Regions from separate parts of the Mus musculus genome. Here all the other regions are linked to region 4. The links are chromatin contacts, called in public Hi-C, HiChIP or PLAC-seq and promoter capture Hi-C maps. All regions are on one chromosome and are shown on one strand. The core of a region is the stretch at or near the end of the contact, and the rest is flanking DNA. Distances in the headings are between cores, read along the strand shown. Region 1 overlaps Gm46585 (a long non-coding RNA gene). Region 2 has its middle 110 kb from the start of Gm46585. Region 3 has its middle 88 kb from the start of Gm46585. Region 4 holds the start of 1700010I14Rik (RIKEN cDNA 1700010I14 gene).

The links. Promoter capture Hi-C pulls out the DNA fragments that hold promoters and counts their contacts. A called contact is a pair of places that touch in the nucleus more often than the background predicts. HiChIP or PLAC-seq counts read pairs in DNA pulled down with a chosen protein or histone mark.
Region 1: a contact with region 4 is called in a Hi-C map of cortical glia, with 1.8 times the contacts expected there. The contact joins the enhancer-like site here to the promoter of 1700010I14Rik in region 4. A contact is called at or near these places in 1 of 39 promoter capture datasets (the C10 cell line), 1 of 484 Hi-C or Micro-C datasets (cortical glia) and 1 of 9 other capture datasets (adipose tissue).
Region 2: a contact with region 4 is called in an H3K4me3 HiChIP or PLAC-seq map of embryonic basal ganglia, with 3 times the contacts expected there. The contact joins the enhancer-like site here to the promoter of 1700010I14Rik in region 4. A contact is called at or near these places in 7 of 39 promoter capture datasets (the 3T3-L1 cell line, cranial neural crest, hippocampal neurons and 3 more), 4 of 15 datasets of contacts at CTCF or cohesin (the NIH/3T3 cell line, large pre-B cells, pro-B cells and 1 more), 1 of 484 Hi-C or Micro-C datasets (the N1E-115 cell line), 8 of 115 datasets of contacts at active chromatin or transcription factors (astrocytes, bone marrow-derived macrophages, embryonic basal ganglia and 5 more) and 4 of 9 other capture datasets (adipose tissue, embryonic stem cells, liver and 1 more).
Region 3: a promoter capture Hi-C map of hippocampal neurons shows a contact between it and region 4, with 3 times the contacts expected there. The contact joins the enhancer-like site here to the promoter of 1700010I14Rik in region 4. A contact is called at or near these places in 11 of 39 promoter capture datasets (the 3T3-L1 cell line, the C10 cell line, the HPC-7 cell line and 7 more), 4 of 115 datasets of contacts at active chromatin or transcription factors (astrocytes, embryonic stem cells, large pre-B cells and 1 more) and 3 of 9 other capture datasets (adipose tissue, embryonic stem cells and pancreatic islet).

What each region holds. Positions count from the first base shown.
Region 1 is chr17:8,729,790-8,732,725 of GRCm38.p6, forward strand. The region is part of intron 1 of Gm46585 (a long non-coding RNA gene); the gene reads right to left. It also overlaps a transcript of Pde10a not described here. Among named protein-coding and RNA genes, the nearest start is that of Gm46585, 4.2 kb to the right of the region's middle. Within about 2 kb of position 1,287, at least 5 of the 459 cell types and tissues checked have an H3K27ac peak or open chromatin away from gene starts, as enhancers often do. A contact at or near this core is called in cortical glia, where this site is marked.
Region 2 is chr17:8,624,663-8,627,994 of GRCm38.p6, forward strand. It overlaps a transcript of Pde10a not described here. Among named protein-coding and RNA genes, the nearest start is that of Gm46585, 110 kb to the right of the region's middle. Within about 2 kb of position 1,934, at least 4 of the 459 cell types and tissues checked have an H3K27ac peak or open chromatin away from gene starts, as enhancers often do. A contact at or near this core is called in embryonic basal ganglia, where this site is marked.
Region 3 is chr17:8,646,420-8,649,339 of GRCm38.p6, forward strand. It overlaps a transcript of Pde10a not described here. Among named protein-coding and RNA genes, the nearest start is that of Gm46585, 88 kb to the right of the region's middle. Within about 2 kb of position 1,377, at least 52 of the 459 cell types and tissues checked have an H3K27ac peak or open chromatin away from gene starts, as enhancers often do. A contact at or near this core is called in hippocampal neurons and stem cell-derived neural progenitor cells, where this site is marked.
Region 4 is chr17:8,986,857-8,989,883 of GRCm38.p6, forward strand. It overlaps 1700010I14Rik (RIKEN cDNA 1700010I14 gene), which reads left to right and starts at 1,477. Exons shown (of 10, transcript NM_025851.3): 1 at 1,477-1,565. The coding sequence starts at 1,541.

The sequences.
Region 1 (2,936 bases), core at 37-2,536, 260 kb before region 4:
GCACCTAAATTCTCTTACGTCACCCGGGGGAGTAGCAGGAGGACCTGGTGGGTGGGTGTGTCAGTCTGGTACCCTGCTGCAGGGATCATGGGACTGATTCTGAGACTATCAGTGGTCTCCTCTTGCTACCCACGGAAACTCTCGGGTGCAGAGCATCACTGTTCATCTCCCAGCTCATGCCCAGTGTATGAGGAATGGAGAGCATCTGCTAGCCCAAGAAATAGACGGTGCTGCTTCCGGGAGAGTCCCAGCCTGCACTGCTCTCCACAGGTCCCTAGCCAGCACTGTTTCTCTGCAGTCGGATCTGTTCCCCTCTTACCTATTTGAATATGTGATGCAAACACATAAGCTGTGGGCACACACACAGACTCTACACTCTGTCCTAGCCTTGACTCACACGCATATTCCTGCATTTGTCTTATGCTACGAACATGATTCGTTTTTTATTAGATATTTTATTTATTTACATTTCAAATGTCATTCCCTTTTTCAATTTCCCCTCCAGAAACCCCATAACCTATCCTCCCTCCCCCTGATTCTATGAGGGTGTTCCCCCCACCCACTCCCATCTCCCTGCCCTGGCATTTCCCTACACTGAAGCATTGAGCCTTCACAGGACCAAGGGCCTTTCCTCCTATTGATGCATGACAAGGCCATCCTCTGCTACATATGTGGCTGGAGCCATGGGTTCTTCCATGTGTACTCTTTGGTTGGTGGTTTAGTCCCCGAGAGCTCTGGGGGTTCTGGTTGGTTGATATTTACGAACATGATTCTTATCACTGTTAATATCCTTATATTCCCTATGCTGATGGTCTTATAGTCCGTGGCTGCACTTGCCTGTGTCGGGGTACCCTTTGCTCTGGCTCCCAGGGGACCTAAGATTCCTGAGCTCCACACATGTGTACTGAATCACCAGGCCAGGATGCTACAGCTCGCACAAATAGGCCACAGTATGCCAGTGTTTCGTGCATGTGATGAGCATCTGTGCAGCTCTCACTAGTGTGAGCTATCAGAGTCCCATTGTGGGCATCACCCGCTCGCTCCTCAGTTGCATCTCCTTTCTGCATCCTGCTCTCTGCTCCAGGGATACCACTGTCCAAAATTCTCTATTTGTCTCCTCTCCCACATAATTTATACCTTTACTGTAGATGTGTGCGTACCTAAACAAAACTCTATGGTGCCTTGGAAAGTCACACTTGCACCAAACACCATTGTATTGGATTCTGCTGCTCACCCTTTCAAACGCTGGCATGTGGCGCTGACCTGCTTGCTTCCCGATGCTATGTGACGGTTCACTACAGAGATGGGCTCCAGTGTGTGGTTCTTCTGTTTTTCTTTTGAAGGACAGTGAGTTGTCGTCTTCCCTGTTTGACTTTTTTATATTATAAAAGGACTTCTGTGAATGTTGTCCCTGTGTCCCTGTGTCCATCTGTGAGATCAGTTTTGTTTTGTTTTGTTTTAACGAGATTCAGACACCAGGGAGCACAGCTAGCGCCCCCTACAGACCACCCTATTTAGCTCTACATAATTTACTCTTTCAAGTGTTTGAACCAATTAGAAATGGGTCCAAATTTTTCCAAGAAATTTTTTTCTACCCCTAACCCCACCCCACCCCCGCCCCATGAAAACCGCTCAATGATTCTTTTACTTTTATGTAGTAGTGGGAATGACCAAATTTTCATGTTTGTTCATTTGTTTATTTTTATTTCTTTTGCTCCCTTTTCATCGCATGTTTTGGTGTTTTTCCTATTAACTCGAAATTCTTTTATATTGTGGATATTTATCCTTTTCTAACCCCTAAGACCTCCCCATTTTATTGAAAATAGATCCCCCGACCCCACAGATCATATCTTGATTATGATTTCCTCTTTAGCCCTTCCAGTTCCCCCTCTCCTCCTCTCCCATCTGAAACCACTCCCTTTCTGTCTCTCATTAGAAAACAAACAGGCTTCTGAGGGATAAAGATAAAGAAGAACAAAATAAAACATAAAACAAAAAATTTTTTTTATCACATCAGAGTTGCACAAGACAAATAAACAGAAGGAAGAGTCCAAAAGAGGGCACAAGCATCAGAGACCCACTCATTCTCACACTTAGGAATTCCCTAAAAACACTAAACTGGAAGCCATAGTATACCCACAGAGGACCTGTTGCAGAACAGTGCATGGCTGTATGCATGCTGCCTCTGTCTGTGAAGTCATATGAACATTGCTCATGTTGATTGTTTGAGGGTCTCATTTTCTTGGTGTCCTCCATCCCCTCTGGCTCTGACAATCTGCAGGGTTCCCTGAGAAGGATTTGATGGAGACCTCCCATTTAGGGCTGAGTGTTGCAAGGCCTTTCATTCTCTGTATGGTGTCTGGCTTTAGGTCTCTGTATCTGTCCCCATCTACTGCAAGAGGAAGCTTCTCTGATGATGGCTGAGCAAGGCACTGATCTAAGAGCATAACAGAATGTCAGTAGGAGTCATTGTATGGGTACATTTAGTAGAGCAGTAGTATTTTGTTTTACCCCATGTCCCTGACCTATCTAGTCTCTGGTTCTTGGTCCTCCAAGCAGTATGGGTTCTATCTCATGGAGTGGGCCTTAAGTCATATTAGACGTTGCCTGGCTACTCCATAAGCTCTGTGCCACCATTGCATTAGTGTATCTTGCAGGCAGGGCAGAGTGTAGGTCAAAGGGTTGGTGGCTGGCTTGTCCATCATGCATTCCTATTGGTGTAGAATGCCTTAGTTTAATCCTTTTTTGTGCCTGGATCACCCATTATTTTTATGATTTTTCAAGTCAAGAGCTGTTCTTATGTATTTTCCTCTGAAAGTTCTAATTTTACACACACACACACACACACACACACACACACACACACACATATATATACACACACACACACACACATATATATATACACACATACACACACATATATACGTATACAC
Region 2 (3,332 bases), core at 684-3,183, 360 kb before region 4:
TATGCAAGAGGCAAGTGTTTGTAAATTTATAGTCAGCCTGAGGGACCTAGGCCCTTTGATTTATCAATGCAAAAAGAAGGAGGAGGAGGAGGAGGGGGGGAGAGGAGGGGGAGGAGGAAGAAGAGGAGGAGGAGGAGGAGGCGGCAGCGGCGGCTCTCTCCTTGAAGGTATACAAGTTTGTTTATTCTGGAGGCAAATATAAATGTCCACAGCCCTGGAAAACAGACTTATGTTTCTTCAAATACCATGATCTAGTGAGGTGGCAGTTTCATGACGTTTTTATAAAAATGAACAAAGAGAGGCTGGAGAAGTTGGTCCAGTGGTTAAGAACTCTGGCTGCTCTTGCAGACAATCTGAGTCTGTTTCCCAGCCTCACACTGTAGTTCACAACCATCTGTAAACTCCTGTTTCATGAGATCCAGTACCCTCATCTAGTTCTTTAGGCACTGGGTACCCATGCGGTACAGGTATACATGCAAGAAATACATACAAGCACATAAAATTAAAAAAATGTTTAGAAACAACACAAAAATAATAAATGTACCAAGACACTTTTTTTTTTTAACACATTGGCAGAAGTAGTAGGCAGGTTACAGAAAGGTAGGGAGACCTCTTTAAGAGTCTCAGATACGATCTGACAATGTGCATAGCTTTCTGGGTGGCTGGAAAACCAGTATGGTGGCACATGCCTTTAGTCCCAGCAGTGGGGAGGCAGAGACAGGCAGATCTCTATGAGTTTAAGGCCATGCTTAGTCTACAAAGCAAGTTCTAGGTTAGCCAGGGCTACACAGAAAAAAACTTGTCTCAGGGGTGAGGGTCAGATAGGAAAGCCAGTGCTCTGCATATACACCCCAAAGGATTTACCTATTAGTCACAACGCTGTGTGGTCTGGTCCAGAAGATGCCAATCAGTGACTCTTTAGAGAGCTAAAGATGACACAGGACAATTTGGCCCTGGACTTTGGACATTCCAAACTCTTCATGATCACTGAGGGTCTAGTCTTTCAATCAGCTTTGCAGAAGGTTCAGAGGAAGGTTTGCCTTCTTTTCCAGAACTTTCATCCACAGTTCCTACAGGCAAGCCATCTCCTGCCTTGGGGGAAACAGTCTGCTTCCTTGCTGAGAGTCTCTGCTGGGCACTGGTCCTGCACAGATCTTCCCTATCATTTCAAGGCTGCCTCCTGACGCCGTGAGCTCGTCTCACCCCAGTTCACTTATATTGCTACTGTAGCCCCACGGCGACAGGCTCAGCCGCATGCATAGGTGGGTCAGTCTCTCAGGCCCCTGTCAGGTATTTCTTGGAGCTGGAACTCTCTGATCTTGCATCCCAGTGTAGCAGACTCTTGGTCTCTCAGCAAGCCACATCCCTCTTTCCCTCCTGGTAAAGGTATTTACTTGTATCTACATGCCAGCTCTTAGAGGCTCTCCAGTCTTTAGAGCCACTCCAGGGTGACAGGAGAGACTCGTTCCTGTTTTACTGCAGAGCCATCAAATGTCAGATACTAGTTACTCCAAAGCTAACAAGTATCAGAGGGAACAGGGACAGTAGCTGCTCTTGTTCCAGGTCCATTCTGTCTCCTCTCTATAGTATCTAACCTCAGAGGCATGAATCTTGCTGTGTGACCAGGAGCAAGTCCCTGGGCCTCTCTGTTCCATGCAAACTAGTGAGGAAGACAGACAACTTGGATCACTTGTCGGCTGCAGTTCTTGGGCCTCAGTAAATGCTGACCCCATCCAGCCAACATCTCTGTGGTGAAGGAAGCCCTCACCTGCCTCAGACCCTGCAAGGAGGAGGCCTGGGTGCCTTTCTCTAAAGCGAGCATGTGCACATCCTCTCCGATGCTCATTTTAACTCACTTGGAGAGTTTAAGTGCTGGCTTGCTGGAGCCTGCTGCAAGGCAGCTGGCCTTAACTATGAATGCCTGCTTTCTCTTCAGTATATGCAAAGACTCCTCGGTGGTAGTAATTACAGAAGCACGAGGGATTCTAGTGGGGACGCTGTGGCATTAAGTGGCTCATTTAATGGAACTCTTGCCATTGCCTCCACAGGAGGGATGAAAATAAAGAGATCAAGATTGTCATTGCCGACTCTGAGTTACCTGCCTTTGTCTGTTTGACTGATTGTGACAATCTTAACGTTTATAAAAACGTATAATGTTCTATCTCAAGGTTTGCTCTTTGGGGAAGACAAGTGCAGGGAGATTTTGTTTGCATCACGTTATTGAGGACATGTAATTACAGAAGGGAAGGGACCTCTGTTATTACCCAAGTTCACTTTTGTAAGTGCATCAGTAAAATGCTAATTGCACGCGTTTTCTCCCAAGAGTTGCTATTCACAAAGTAGTCGAGGGCACTAGGGGAGTCCTGAGGAGCAGCAATGCCCCTCACCAATCTGGGCTGAGTATAACTCACATTGCTTGTGGTATAACTTACATCCTATTCAGAGTATAAATAGTGCACACACTGGGCTGTTCTTTCCATCGGAGCAGCAAGGTGCTGAAGCTGAGGTGGCAGCCCCTGGGGTCAGAAGGTACATGTATCCTCTGGCTTCATATTTTCCTTAGGCAAGAATATTGCTGTCTTCAAGGGGTGAGTGTCCTGTAGCCAGCGTGTCTATAATCAGGGTTACTGTGAGCCCTGAAAGCATTAAAGTGCCCACATTACACTGCTGTACTAGTCGAATAAGAGGTGGAAGGTAGTGCCCAGCCCCAGGGCATCCCCTCTGCCCTCGGTCAGTCAGGGTCTGCACACTAGGGGACTGGAAGAGTTGCCCATACCCTTCATGATGGACTGAAGCCAATAGGGAAGGCTGAAGGCAGGAAGACCATCCCTGTGCCTTGGGAGCGGTAGGCCCATATAGTTGGGTATGAAGAGCAGCATCCCACAGAGAATAGAGCGAAGGCTTCTCTGGAGGGACTCCTCGCTGCTCTCTGCTCTCTTCACATCAATGTGCTGATATTTACTCATGAGCTAGAAACAAAATTAAACTAGATTTTGCAGTGACAACAACTCCAAACCAAGTAAACCTAAAAGTTAATCCGAATGACAGCTATTCAAATCCACAGATTAAATGACATAACCGGCGTTTACCTACCATCTGCAGAGTTCCAACCACAAGAAATTCCAACCACACAAATGTGGCTTTCCATACAATTAAAAATTGTATGGAACTATATGTATGTAACTATAGCATGAGTCACATAGCAAGAGAATAAGGACAGATGCTTGCCAAAGTGAGTTTTAAAAGGGTATTTCAAAGGGGTACTCTCACCCCAGGGTGGTGTTAGGGGACCCCCATTGGGGAGTAAAGAGAAAGTATGTATGTTTGAACCA
Region 3 (2,920 bases), core at 127-2,626, 340 kb before region 4:
GATGGGCATGACCTTTGATCCAGTCTGCACTTCTCTGCACTGACTAGCAGTTGGTACATTGACTCATGCTATGATTTCCTCATAATTATGTGAGAAAGACATCATACGCCTACAGTCTCGCCTATGCCTTGTTCCCTGTCTAGTGACCAACCGTCTGACCCTGCCTAGGGATCTAGTGTTTTCTCTAAGGTCCTGTGGAGGTTGTGGGTCTATGTGGGGGTGTCTCTGACTGGATGCCCTACTTGCCCCTTCAGAGAACCACTGTCCCTGTCCTGCTGTTCTCCTTGCTGTGAGCCTGTGGGCTTAATGGGTGAACCTCTACCTTTTCACTATGGTGCTCCCTTCAGGGGTGGGTACTTCCCCTTCCGAAGCTAATAGATGTCTTCCCAGCATGGGTCTCCCCAGAAGGCCCCTCTGTGGTGGCTGAAGGTGTCACCCCTAAACTGTAGATGTACTTGCAAACCTGGATGCTCTTCTGTGTAGAAACTCTCCTTCAATGGGAAGAGGATGCCCCCGTGAAATGGAGAAGCGAGGAAGGAGATGGAGACAGGATGCCCATGGGCTCTGCATTCCTGGTTCCTATTCTTCTGCCCAAGTTTCCTTATGTAGAATCTGTTCTTCTGTGGGAATAACAGCTCAGGGTGCTGGATGGTATGACATCGAGTTGCTGTCTCAAATGGTCTCAAGCTATGATTGCAGTCAGACACTTCCACTGGACCATGCCACACACCTATGGACTGTAGCAGGGAAGGAGACAGAGGGACAGGCTGAATATAAGAGCTGAGGAAAGCAAAGACCTTTGGGTGTTTTTCAGGATAGATTCCTTAGCATATCCTTATCCATTAATCATGACTGAATTTATCATCAGCCCTCTAGACCTCGTTCCTATACTGTGGTATCAAATTAAAGTGTTCTGTTTGAGATTGAGATCTCAGAACCTTCCTAATATATGCCTGATGGGGAGAAGAAAAGTATCATGTCTGCCATGCACTGTGGTGACACTGCAGGCAGGTAAGCTTTGAGGTGGTGTTGGTTTTGCTGCTAGGAACCACACGGCTCATGACAGACCCTTGTTGACAGACAGGCTGTTGTTTGAAAAGCTGAGCACACAGCACTGTCCTGGCAGGAAAAGAAAGGAATCTTCGCTTGGCGGTTGTACCATTTCTGCATGTAGCTGATTCCTTTGTTAGAGCAGACAAAGAGAGACAAAATCGAATGCAGGCTTTCAACTCTCCGTATCAAATTGGAGAGCATGTATAGTGTGATTCATTCAGTTTTCTGGTGCCAGGATCATTTGCCAATAAGTACAATGAGCCTCGGTATTTGATTTGTCCATGGCTGTGCAATGCCAGGCTTGTGGGGACACAGACTGGGCAGAGCTGATGCTGTAGTCAGGCGACACAGTGACGTCTCACTGGTCTGGGAAATTGCAGAGGTCTGTCTACCTTCCTCATTGGCTTTTGTCTGTCAAACATTGGACTGTTGTTTGTCTGCCTGCAATCACTGTCCAGCTGGGTCTGGCTAGAGTTAACACCAAGTCAAAGCTTCTGCCCATATAAAGAGAGATTCTAGGATCTGATTTTTTTTTTTTTTACTTCATTGTGTTCCTATATGCAGAAGCTATGAATTTTAAACAGACAGTTATACATTTACAATCCCAAGAATGTGGGAACATGGTAAAAAGCCATTAAGAAATAATTTATTGAAAACAAGTGAATCCTGGTATTCTACATAGGGCCCATAATTTGGCTTTGGGACGAAGCTTTTAAAACATTTATGAATCATGATATAGGTGGGTTTCTCTATTTTATTGGATTTGCAAGTAAAGTGTGGGGTGGGGCTGAAGCTCAGGGATAGGTGGAGCATTTCCTTACCTCTTACATTCTGTACAAAATGTGGACTGCTTCTAAGCTGGGAACCTGGTGCTACCTACCTGGGTTTGTCCTTCCTTGGGCCCCAGTTGCATACCTTCAGGCCCACAGTGCCCTGCCTCGTGTGTCTGCAAGCTCAGACTTCCTTGTATTTTGGAAGGCAGTTGATATATGTGTCATAGCAGCCTCTATACTTGACTTAATTCCACCCCCTTGGCTGAACGCCCACACCCAAGGCTACAGCCTTGACGATGCTCACCACAACAGCAAGAAGTCACAGAAGCAACAGCCATTCACTTTCACTGATCTAATGTTTCCAAACATTTGTCCCAGGGACTCTTACTTTCCAATGAAATAAACTTTAGAAATACAAATCAAAGCTGGGCATGGTGGCAGACTCCTGAATCCCAGTACCACAAGGCAGGGGAAGAAGGGCAGCTTGGGGCGGGGCGGGGGGGGGGGACTCAGCTAGGCCTTATCAAAAAGAAAAAAGAGAAGCAAAGAAAAAAGTGCAAAAGATTCAAGCAACATGAGTGAACCTCTTGCGATCTGTTAGACTTGGTGCCATTTGTATTCTCTTCCATCTTGAGGACTTATGAATTATGCTGTAATCCTTTTCTATATGGAAGTTACATTTAATGGAGACTTCTGTGTTTTATTTGTTATTTTGTAGCAAATATCTTGGTCCAGGTGCTCCCTTCCATGTGTCTACTTTGTTACTCTGTCTGTGGAGCAGACAGCACCTGAGGCATAGTGTACTCTCAACAGCCAGGACTCAGGGTGAGAGAGGGGTCACACGGAAAAGATCCTCAGCATCGCCCTTCCTTTTTATCCCTTTTTGGAAGACTCCTTAGGTCCCATACAGATGAGAAACACTGATAGCCACCTTTCTGTATCCACTCTGGGTCAAGAGGAAGCTCTGCCATGATAATTAGATCTTGAAAACCTCCCACAGGCCTATGTGCTGAAGGTTAGTGACCCAGGGCCCAGCTATCTGGGAAACAGTTTAGGGGACTTTAGGAGGATGGGCTAGTAGAGGTCCTTAGGTA
Region 4 (3,027 bases), core at 227-2,726:
AGGTTAGTTTTTGTTGACTTCACACAAGCTAGAGTTATGTGGAAAGAGGAACCTCAGCTGAGAAAATGCCATAGTAACTCACTTGTAGGCAAGTCTGTGAGACATTTTCCTTGATTAGTGATTGATATGGAAGGGTCCACTATGGGTGGTGCCACACCCTAGGCCGGTGGTCCCGACTGTGGAATAAATGAGCCTGAGCAAGCCACAGGAAGCAAGGCAGTAAGCAGTACTCCTCTGTGGCCTTCTGCATCATCAGCTCCTGCCTCCAGGTTTCTGCCCAGTTTGAGTTCCAATTTCCTTCAAGGTCAGAGTAAACTGAAATAAACACCCTCCTTCCCAAGTTGCTTTTGGTGATAGTGTTTATGACAGCAATAGAAACCCAAGACAGAGGTAGACTGTGTGTACATGTGCTCTACCTCCTCCAACACCACCATCTCTGCCCTGAGCCTCACGGGGAAGGGGTCAGGGTGTGTGGCTCGGTGGTAGGGCATTCGTTTGCCTCTGAAGAGTGGGTTCCAGCCTGGCACTGTGGAAAAGTTGCTAGTTCCCTTTCATATCAAACCAGGCTGAAAGGGTCAGAATTCACTGCCCGAGTCATAGGTTAAGGTTATAGGTCACCTGGGACTAGGTGCAACTCTGTTCTTCCTGGCTTTCCATAGCACTTAGCCATTGCTGCTCAAAACTCTTCCCTGGGTGAACGCAGGTGTCTGGTCCTTCCATTCCTCTGCCTTCAGGAGCCACCCCCTCCCCCACGTGGGGACAACATGGGCAGTGAGCCAGGGATTTGCTTCCACAAAAATCCACCTTAGTTTTGACAGGTCGTTGCAGTGATAATAATTGAATATACTTCTCCTTCAATCACTTTGATAGACGACTAAACAATAGGAGGGAATATGGGTTTTACTATATTCTTAAGAATCGACACATATTTGACCCTTGACGTTCTGATTTTTGTCACCTAAGGGATAGAATGATTACGCTGACATAAGCCATGATTTGGAAGAATTTTTTTTTCGGCCGTAGGGTGGGGGGGGGGGGGAGATTAACATTTTCCAGAAGTAGGGGAGGTGCCGCTCTTACTAGCACATGCCTTGTGCAAACCAGAGTTCTTCCCTTTCTGTCTGAACTCGAGGATCTGAGTTGGTGACCCTATCGCGTGTCCAGAAACACCTCAGCCCTCCTCTTTAGCATCCCGTGTGCTCTGGTTCTTGCGTCTAGAACCAAGGACTGCAGCGGGGGCACATTCACTGGGGACACCAGTTATCTTTTGTCCCATGCTCTGTAATGAATCTTGCCTAGTTTTGTTTTGCAAAGTAAAACCAGTGAGCATCCCTCCAGGGCTCCCAGACCTGGCTGGGGAAGGTGGCAGACTCCTGGCTATTCTGTTATTCTGCCACCCTGTGGCCGGGCGCCAGAGTTACACTGAGGGGGAGGGGCTAGGAATATTTACTGTTTCCATGGCAACTGCAGCTTCCGTTGGCAACTGCAGCTTCCGTTGGCAACTGCAGCTTCCGTTGGCAGCGAGCCGACCAGAGGGGCAATGGCTGAGGATCAGGAACCTGACTGTAAGTGGTCTGCCTCTATTTTTGTGGGTTTTGACCCGGTTGATGTTTGTCCAGGAAAGCTGGTTTCTCAGAAGTGGTTTTGAAAGTAAAAACCTTTCTGGTGGCAGGAAGTCAGCTCCTGGATCAGGAGGGTTTGCTTGGACCCAGCGACTCAGACCTTTCAGAAGCTTAAGGAAGCTGGCTACTTCTGTCCTCAACCGGAAACAGAGAGCAAAGAACACACGCGCACCATTTCTCCACTCAGCTCCAGGACCCCGCCAGGAAACAGAGTGGGTCTTCCCACCTCAGCCCATTTAAGAAAACCCCTCAGGTCATGGCCACAGGACAACTTCATCTAGACAATTTCTTTTGAGAGTTCCTTCCTGGATTCTATTTTGTGTCAGACTGATAATCAAAAGTAACTATCACCTTGGTATGTGTGTTATAGGATGTGTGTAAAGGCGTATGGAGTGTGTGTGTGTAAAAGTACCTTGGAGGGAAAGGGATGGAGGGGCTCACCATACTCGTTCAGTGCTTTTTGTTTTGAAGCTGAGAGTTTTGCAAAACTTCCTGTACCACACCGCTCTCTTGGTATGTGACTTACAGGTCAGAGAGGCAGGCAGGCAAGCAGGTGTCTGTTTCGAATACATAGATGATTGTCCACACATAATAAAAGTAGGGAACAGCTCACATGTAATAAATCTAACAACCTAACAGTCTAGCTCTAAGTGACACCACCAGTATTGAGAGGCAGAGTTCACTCAGGGAATATTGCTAGAGCAACAGGTTGCAAGTCTACTGTCCTAGTGCACAGCCAACCCCCATATCCACATGCAGTGATGTGGAGGTCATTGACATTGATGGGACACTGACAACACTGCAGATGTCCCTTGAGAGTGACGAGGCTAACTGGTAACAGCCTCAGTTGTGCTTAGCCAGGTCAGCCCGCATGCTAGACACTCAACACACACAAGGCTCAGAGCCAGGCCATTGGCAGGACATCTGCTGGGAGACATGGTCTCTTGTCATTAGAGTAAGCATGTGGCTCATGTCTGCTGAGGTACATTGGAGACCAGTATCTGTAGAGCTTCCTGAACCTGGACTTTTATGACCCTTCTGAGGCTGGTCTAGTTTTTGCATGTATGGTGTGCATGTGTGTGTTGGTCAGTACCTTGGAGAGAGGTATCCCCCCTATAAAACCCTACAACACAGACACCAAGGGGATAGTTAATTTTGATTATCAACCTGACACAAAATAAATTCACAAAGGAGCTCTGAAAAGAAATTGTCTAAATGAGGTTGCCCTGTGGCCATGCCCTGAGAGGTTTTCTTAAATGGGCTGAGGTGGTGTACTGGCTAGTTTTGTGTCAACTTGACACAGCTGGAGTTATCACAGAGAAAGGAGCTTCAGTTGAGGAAATGCCTCCATGAGATCCAACTGTAAGGCATTTTCTCAATTAGTGATCAAGGGGGAAAGGCCCCT